2 separate regions of the Capsicum annuum genome follow, and region 1 is linked to region 2. A link is a contact called in public Hi-C data. All regions are on one chromosome and are shown on one strand. The core of a region is the stretch at or near the end of the contact, and the rest is flanking DNA. Distances in the headings are between cores, read along the strand shown. Region 1 holds the start of LOC107844110 (serine/threonine-protein kinase BSK2). Region 2 has its middle 6.2 kb from the start of LOC107844142.

Region 1 (3,946 bases), core at 1,283-3,782, 140 kb after region 2:
TTAGATATGTACCCCATAATAAGGACATGCCCAATATCTTCTACCGGGATTACTTGAAGTCCAAGATGTCTTCAAATGCAACAAAATTTCGTGATTACAATGAATTACTTGCTTCAAAGCAGAATCATTTTCCTCCGTACATAGTTTACTCAAGTTAATTGACTTCATTATTGTGTGCTACAAGAAATTCATTTCAACAAATAAGATAAAATTTAGAAACAAAATTAAAGGAGACGATAAACAAAGTAATTCAGAAATTCATTATGAAAGTAATTCCTAATAAAACATAGACAAAGTAATGAATGAGATTATACCTTAATACGAAAAGGGACGAAGCTAAAATCAATTTGATTTTATGTTTTTTAATCTCAACTTTATGCGGCTTAATACAAATAAAGAGAAAGCAATTTTAATTTTTGCCTAACTTTCATGAATTGAAGAAATTTTGGATTGAAGATGAAGGAGGAGGACAAATTAGGGCTTTTTTTTTTATAGAATAATGGATATAACCGTTGGGGGGGAGGTTTCAAACGGGTATTTAAAAGAAAGAGAAAAGAAATTCAAAAGATAAAAATGAGTTTTTACGCGCCCAACAATGCTTGTTTACACGGGGGTTGTTAAGGGGTTGAAATAATTCACTTTAAAGATGTTAAGAGGGTAAATAAACGGAAGTTAAGTTTAAGTGCTAAAGTGAGTTTGGAGAACAAGTTCAGGGGTAAAAAAATGTCTTTTCTCTTATAATTATACAAATTTTCTCATGATTATGTTACCACTCATCATATTTAGCTTGTACATACATTTTAAATCAGTTACTCAGGTACCATTTCAGTACATGAAATAGCTTGGGATAACTTGTAATTCTAAGCACCGTGTTACAATTAGGGGATAGCCTCGGATTGTGACACATACGTTCAACACCTACCCGAAAGTTAAGACGTAACACGTTCTCTTTTAAGTCACGAACAACTTCAATTCTACTAAAAAGAAACACTAATTTGCAACTACCTAATGAAATGAGATAACTGAAAGGAATAAAGGAGCCTTATCTCCAGCATTAGCAAGTCAGAAAGTATATATCTCAAATATGAACATAGTTAGTTAGGATGGATCTGTTTGCATGGTATAGGCTCGCTGACTTATCTCAAACCCCATAATAATTAATGATACTCAAATAATTGTTGGGTTGCTGGCAGAAAGTTCATAGATACCTTGATATTGACATCATCATTCAAGTAGACTATTATTATACTATTTGTAAAAAGTCATGTTTATATTTTCCAAAATAAAGTGAGACGTTCGGAGTTTGAAACTAGATTTGTTGATAAAATATTTAAAAGTTCATACGGTTAAAGTTTTTTTTGTTTTTACATGGAGCTCAAGCATATATAATTGAATTAGAGGAGCAAGCAACTAGGCATATCAAAATCATTGCTTCTATATAATAAAACTTTAAACTTTAAACAAAATACCAAGAAAATAAAACTTCTTCAAATCGAAATGTTTAAACTTTAATCATACGTAATTTCAGACATGCATATATATGAAGTTGTTCTAAAGTGGCTAGATCATAGATTGGCAAAACGAAAATAAAAAATAAGTATAAATTAAATAGCAATGTCTGAATAGAATATCTTGAAAAAAAATTAATTAAGAGAAAGGAGCAGATCACCGATTTAGAAAGTCGGTTCGGAATTAACGTGAATAATGATATTATTCTAGTATTAACTCAAAATTGCTACCGAATCTACGTAAAGTTAAAAATATTTCGATAACGCTGCCACTTTAACGAGTTTGTACAGTACTATTTTCTTTTACTTTGTTGCCTTTGTAATTGAGTACCTTAGCATTAAAAAGGGTAAAGCTCTGCAAAGTTTTTTTACCTCAGTCTGGTGCCGCCTACACGTCTCTCGTACAGTCTGCTGCAACAGTATCATGTGAAAAAGAACCAAGTACTATATACTCTCAAATAACACTACTTTTTTTTTCCTTCTCTTCTTCACTCAATTTCCTGAATAGGAAAATCTGGAGGGCGTGAATTAAGACAGAAGGTTAGGATCAGTTTGGGTCACTAGTGTAGGAAATTACTTGGTGGGGTATTATTCTTGTTATGATACCTTGTTTCATACTTTATTACGAATCTGTTTACTTTTTTCTATTTTCTATTATTTGTGGGTGTCGTATTTATGTTATGCCATCTTGTTCCATGCTTTACTATGTATTTGTGTAGTATTTCGTATCTCGAGCCGAGGGTCTATCGGAAATAATCTTTCTACTTCTTTAGAGGTAGAAGTATGGACTGCGTACACCTTATCCTCCTCCGACCTTACTATGTGGAAATACATTGAATTTATTATTGTTGTTCTTCACTCAATTGTTTGATATTTATATTGGAGTAAAAAGGTTATTTACGGTAAACTTTTAGTTCAAAATAGATAATAAATATAATAAAAAATATAAAAATACACAATAATGTATGAGCTTAAATTGAAGAATTCTAATTAAGAATAAAGAAATAGCAGTCCAACGTGAAGTAACCTTTAATGTTCTTTTTAACACTTCATTACTGCTACTTACAAAGCATTTACTCCCCAAGTCCCACTCCCACTCCCCCAACCACGTTGTTGTTCTTCCACTGTTCTCTCTCTTCACGTGCTGATCATGTGACTAAACCCCTCTATTCTCGGCGTCCCCTTCTTTGGCGGCCTCTCTTTCCTTTTTCTGTTCTCACCTTTACTTTCACTAATCATTACTACTAACTATCTTCTTGTTATCCATTTTCCACTACTCATTAGCTACTAAAGGTTCAAACTTTCTTGATTCTTGAAGGTTTGAGTTAAAGAAACTGTTTGTAAGTGTGCATTTTTGTCTATGTGAGCTGATGAAATATGGGCTGTTTACAGTCCAAAACTGCAAATGTTCAGTCCCCTGATAAAGAACCTTCTCAAGATGACTCAAAAACAGATCTTGGTATTCTTCATTTAACTTAATTTTATTGGTATTGTACTGTGTGTGTACTTGCTGGTTTTTGGGTTTTTCTTGATTGCATGTTTAATCTTTGATCTGGGTTCTACTTCATTTGTCCCCCTCCTTTTTTGTTTGTTTCCTCATCTGCTTCTTCCAACTGTATTGTTATTTCTTGTTTTTTTTAGCTCAGAGTGGAAGTTCTGATCCGTGAATTTTGTGGAATATTTCATTGTTGTCATCATGTTCTGCTGCTTCTTTTTCCATTCATTGAATTTAACCCAAGATTTATTTGGTTTATTTCTGTTATTTTCCTTTTTTTTTTTTTATATTTCTATATAGGGTTTCTTGTTAATACTGAAATTAATGATCTAAGATACTCAGGTTTGAGTATTTGTGAAAATATTTGCAATGTAATTTTTGTGGTTAATGACTTTGTTAATCAGTTTCTTTATTTTATTTGCCTGTGTTGTTGATGAAGCTAATGGGGATCAAGTAGACCAAGATCAAGTGCCTGCATTCAAGGAATTTAATCTTGCCGAACTTCGAGCAGCTACAAATGGCTTTAGTAGCGAATTAATAGTTTCTGAAAGTGGTGAGAAAGCTCCCAACGTTGTCTACAGAGGGAAGCTTCGTAGCAACAGGCTAGTTGCCATCAAGCGATTCTCTAGACAGTCGTGGCCTGACGCTCAACAGTTTGTGGTAAATCTGATTATAAGTCCGTGGATTATATAGTTTTGATCCTTTTAGCCATTATTATTGGTGAGCGAGAAAGGTTTAGAGTAACTTGTGCTCTAAATTCAATATGAGTTCATCGAGACACAGTGATTGGTAACTGAACAACATGTTCTCATTTGGTTGTCCAGTTCCCAAAACACTCAGTATTAGTTAATATCACGATTCTAATGCAATTAAGTTTGTAAAACTTTGTGTATATGCATGTAAGTTACTAGTAAGCGGTAGATCTCCAAATATCAAAGTATCT
Region 2 (4,071 bases), core at 740-3,239:
GAATATTATATATATCAACCAATGAAATTGCACCGAAATGTAGAATAAGGCTCATAGCCATAAAATTCTCGATAATTTTTTATTTTATTAGAAATTTATGGAGTTGAAATTAAAAAAAAAAATTATGTTTGATTATATTTTTTGCAAAGAAAATTATTTAAAATTTGAAATAACGTTGTGTATCTAGATACAACTTCAAAGGTGAATAGTAACTTAAAAGTAGGTTATATTTTATTTTTCAAATTTGACATACAACTTCATGTTGGATATAAATTTTCATGATCAAATATTAATTTTAAATAAAATAAATATTATAATAAAAAATAATTATATGGGCAAACGAGTGGATAGAGATTAATTAGTTTAAAGAATTGTTAGTATTAGCTGCAGCACTGGCACTGTGATACATGCACAGAGTTGTGTATAGACTATATATAGACTGCATGAATAATGTAGGAATACTATATATAATCAACCAATGAAGTAAGCCGAAATTTAGTAAGTGTATAGCCGTAGATTCTAAATATTTTTTACTATATTTAAAATTATTGAATAAGCAAGTATTGTTTCACTATATTTGTTTTGTGTAGAGTATTTGAAATAATGTTAGGTACTTAAATACAACTTTGGAAATGGAAAATAAGTCTAAAACAAGATTTGAAATACAATTTTAAATTTAATTTAAATTTTTCATGATCAAATGAAATAAAATTTTTAAAATTATTTTATAAATAAGGAAATACTAATTTTTATGGCCTAAAGGATGTTAGAAACCGGTTTAACGAATTGTTAGTATCTGGCATGTGATATTTGCCGCAGTGTTGTTGAAGTGTATAGACTATAGACTACAAGAATAATATGGGAATATTATATTGACTTTAGCATTTTCTTCAGATATTTTGCAGGATAGTTCTTGAAAATGGCAAACTACGTACACAGGCTACAGCCCATCACTAGTGTTGATTTGACCTAAAATTAAGAAGGGCAAAATTCAGAAATAGGGTATTTATCCCCTTAATTATGAGTTTCATAGCAACAGTTTCATAATTATATAATATAGTCAGTTGTGTTTTATATTTCTGTAAACTGTTGCTACAAAAATACAAATATATATGATTTTTACTGCCCTTATGATCGATATATATTTTAAATTTTTACAAATTATTGCTATAAAAATACAAATATATATAAATACATATACTACAAAATATAATTTAATAAAAGTGTTGCTATTTTTTATAATTTAATATTTAAGTATGTTACTGTATGTATTTTTTCCAATTAAGAATGACAGACTCTCGGAGGCCTCCTGTTGCATATGGTAGGTGGTACATGTTGGGAAAAAATAAAGGAAAACTAAAATAGTAAATATTAATTGGGCATAATACATAAACGTATCATTTAATTTGGCGTTAACTTACATCTATATTAATATCGGCTTTCAACTTTTTATGTGCTAGACATGCTCGTCCTACGTGGTATAATAATAGTATCCAAGTTAAATGACATATTTATATATTATGCCTATTATATTTGTTGATAAAATAATAGCAGTGAGAAAAATAAAATAGTACTTACTATAATACTTAGTATATAACATTCTGAGCAAATACACAAATTAATTTGGGCCGTACTGGCTAGTGTCCTAAAAAGTTACTTCCTCCGTTTAAAAAAGAATGACCTATTTTAACTTAGCACGGAGTTAAAGAAAATAAAGAAGAATTTTGAATCTTATGGTGTTAAATTAAAGATATGTCAAATGTACCAAAATATCTTTCAATTTTGTGGTCTTTAAACATGTCATGTGAAAAGTTAAAATTTAAAAATTATTAAAAAAGAAAATAAATCATTCTTTTTTAAATGGATTAAAAAGGAAAGTAGGTCATTCTTTAACGAGGAAGTATTTTAATACTAGTAGTATAATATGAGTGGTAGAGAGTCCCATTGCCAAATTTTGTAGTGTGTGTATTACGGCACTTGTGTAGATTCCTCAATTATTTGGCCAACTTGGATGTCACTTGTCATAAGAGGTCATCCATAAATACACTTGTATATTTCATAATCTCACTAATCTTTTCAAACTAAATAAAAAATAATGCAAGAGTAGAGATTATAGTTGCTCATCACTTTTTTCTTTGGGAAAAGGAGACAAATGGCCACTCGGCCGAATTAATTTCAAGAAAATGACAATGAAATTCAAATTTTATTTTTTAGTAATTTTAATTTATCGGTTTATTCTATATAATTTTTATACATATTTTATACAATTTCTATATATATCTTATACATATAAATGTTCTATATGAAAATTATATAGTTTCAATACATAATTTATACAATAATTGTATAATTTTTTTACACATTTTATACAATAATTATATAATTTTTATACACTTTTTATACATTTTTCTATTATATATTTTATAAATATACATATTTGATAGAACAATATAATTTCTATACATATATATTATATAGATACATATTCTTATATAATAATTATACCGCTTTTATACAATCATATTTAATTATTATTTTTAAACAATAAAAAAAGCAGAATATTTTTCAGTTTAAAAAGTTATAGCAAAAAAAATTGAAATTTTTTAAAGAGGGCCTAATAGTCCAAGTTGAAAACTGTATTAGTATTGTATATGGACTGTATTAATATGATATATAAACTGTGTCTGCACTACCTATGTCAAAATGACCATAGTTAGAAAATGACTATAATGTGAAAATAAAATAACCGACTGACTGTTTTTGGACAAAATATCAAACTTGGACTATTTATTTTTAAAATGAAGATGTGATGTCTTTTCCCCTTTTTCTTTTCTTGAAAATACGTTTTTCATTTTAAAATATTTCAAACCCTCTTAAGTCGTAAGGACATTTCAACATTATTATTAAGATGATGAATGGATTTCTAAATCAAGGTTTAATTTATGATTTTGAATTTTGTATTTTGAATTTTTTGACAAAAAAAATCATATAAATGAGAAGAAAACTAATAGCGTAAGCTTGGCGTGGCACTTAGGTAGATATTATGGAAATTTGGTGCGCTATATGTAATTATTCAGCCTAATGTATGCCAAAAAAGTATATACCAAATTTATTTTTCTTAGTGCGGCCTAGTCTAATGTGGAAAATAAATATGTCAAAATGTAGATGGAAAATGAAATCGAATCGATAACCACAGCACTTCACGTAACTCAGCTTACTGAGACAATGGCTATTTGTGTACTTAGACCCCTTTTCTCAAATTAAATTTTACATATATACCGACATGTTTATCATTAATTACTAAAAATCCCAACATCTTTCAAAACCTCCTAAAATTCCAACATTTGACCGCTGATGATACAAGTTAATCACATTAGATACATACATGTATCTAATGTGATTAACTTGTATCACAGTAGATACATACATTAGATACATGTAGGGTTAACTTGTATCTCAGAAATAGTAAAAATATGAAATGTTGGGATTTAAGTAATTTTTAAAAAGTGGGAGGATTCTTAGAAGTTTAGATAGTTATGTTGTGGTTTTAGGTAATTTTTCCTTTCTCAAAAATGGGAATCCTAAGGCCCAATAAGCAAAAGTGGTCCAAAGGAAGTTCATTGGGCCAGAAAAATCCACATTAAGCCCACTGATAAATGTAGCACCAATTTAATACCTAAGTCGAGGAAAAAGTGTGGATATTGTCATATGTACAAAGAAAAAATGTTAAAGTATACGTAGAATATACAAAAGATACATTATATATATGGATTTTATTTTGATAAAAAAATTAAAAATAAATTTAAAATATTTTTTCACTTTTATCAGATGAAAAGTGATGTAAAGGCAGAGTTATATGTTAGTCTCTTTTCTAATGAAGGTATATCAACTCAAAATTACAAAGTTGAGAGGTATATGAAGCCCTTTTCCCTTGGAAAAGAGATAAGAAAGGAAGGTCTCTAGTATCCCTAATTTTGTGGTATTTGTTGACATATTTTGTTTATAAAATTATTAATGATTTAAAAGTTTGATTTTACCTTTATTACAGGGTTTTATTTAACATCAATACAC

Evidence for each region. A called contact is a pair of places that touch in the nucleus more often than the background predicts.
Region 1: a Hi-C map of leaf shows a contact between it and region 2, with 2.5 times the contacts expected there. The contact joins the promoter of LOC107844110 here to the enhancer-like site in region 2. A contact is called at or near these places in 3 of 5 Hi-C or Micro-C datasets (bud, leaf and placenta).

Annotation. Positions count from the first base shown.
Region 1 is chr1:200,756,107-200,760,052 of UCD10Xv1.1, forward strand. LOC107844110 (serine/threonine-protein kinase BSK2) reads left to right here and starts at 2,533. Exons shown (of 10, transcript XM_016688607.2): 1 at 2,533-2,967; 2 at 3,443-3,663. The coding sequence starts at 2,886.
Region 2 is chr1:200,618,197-200,622,267 of UCD10Xv1.1, forward strand. No RefSeq gene overlaps it. Among protein-coding and RNA genes, the nearest start is that of LOC107844142, 6.2 kb to the right of the region's middle. Within about 2 kb of position 1,990, at least 2 of the 5 cell types and tissues checked have an H3K27ac peak or open chromatin away from gene starts, as enhancers often do. A contact at or near this core is called in leaf, where this site is marked.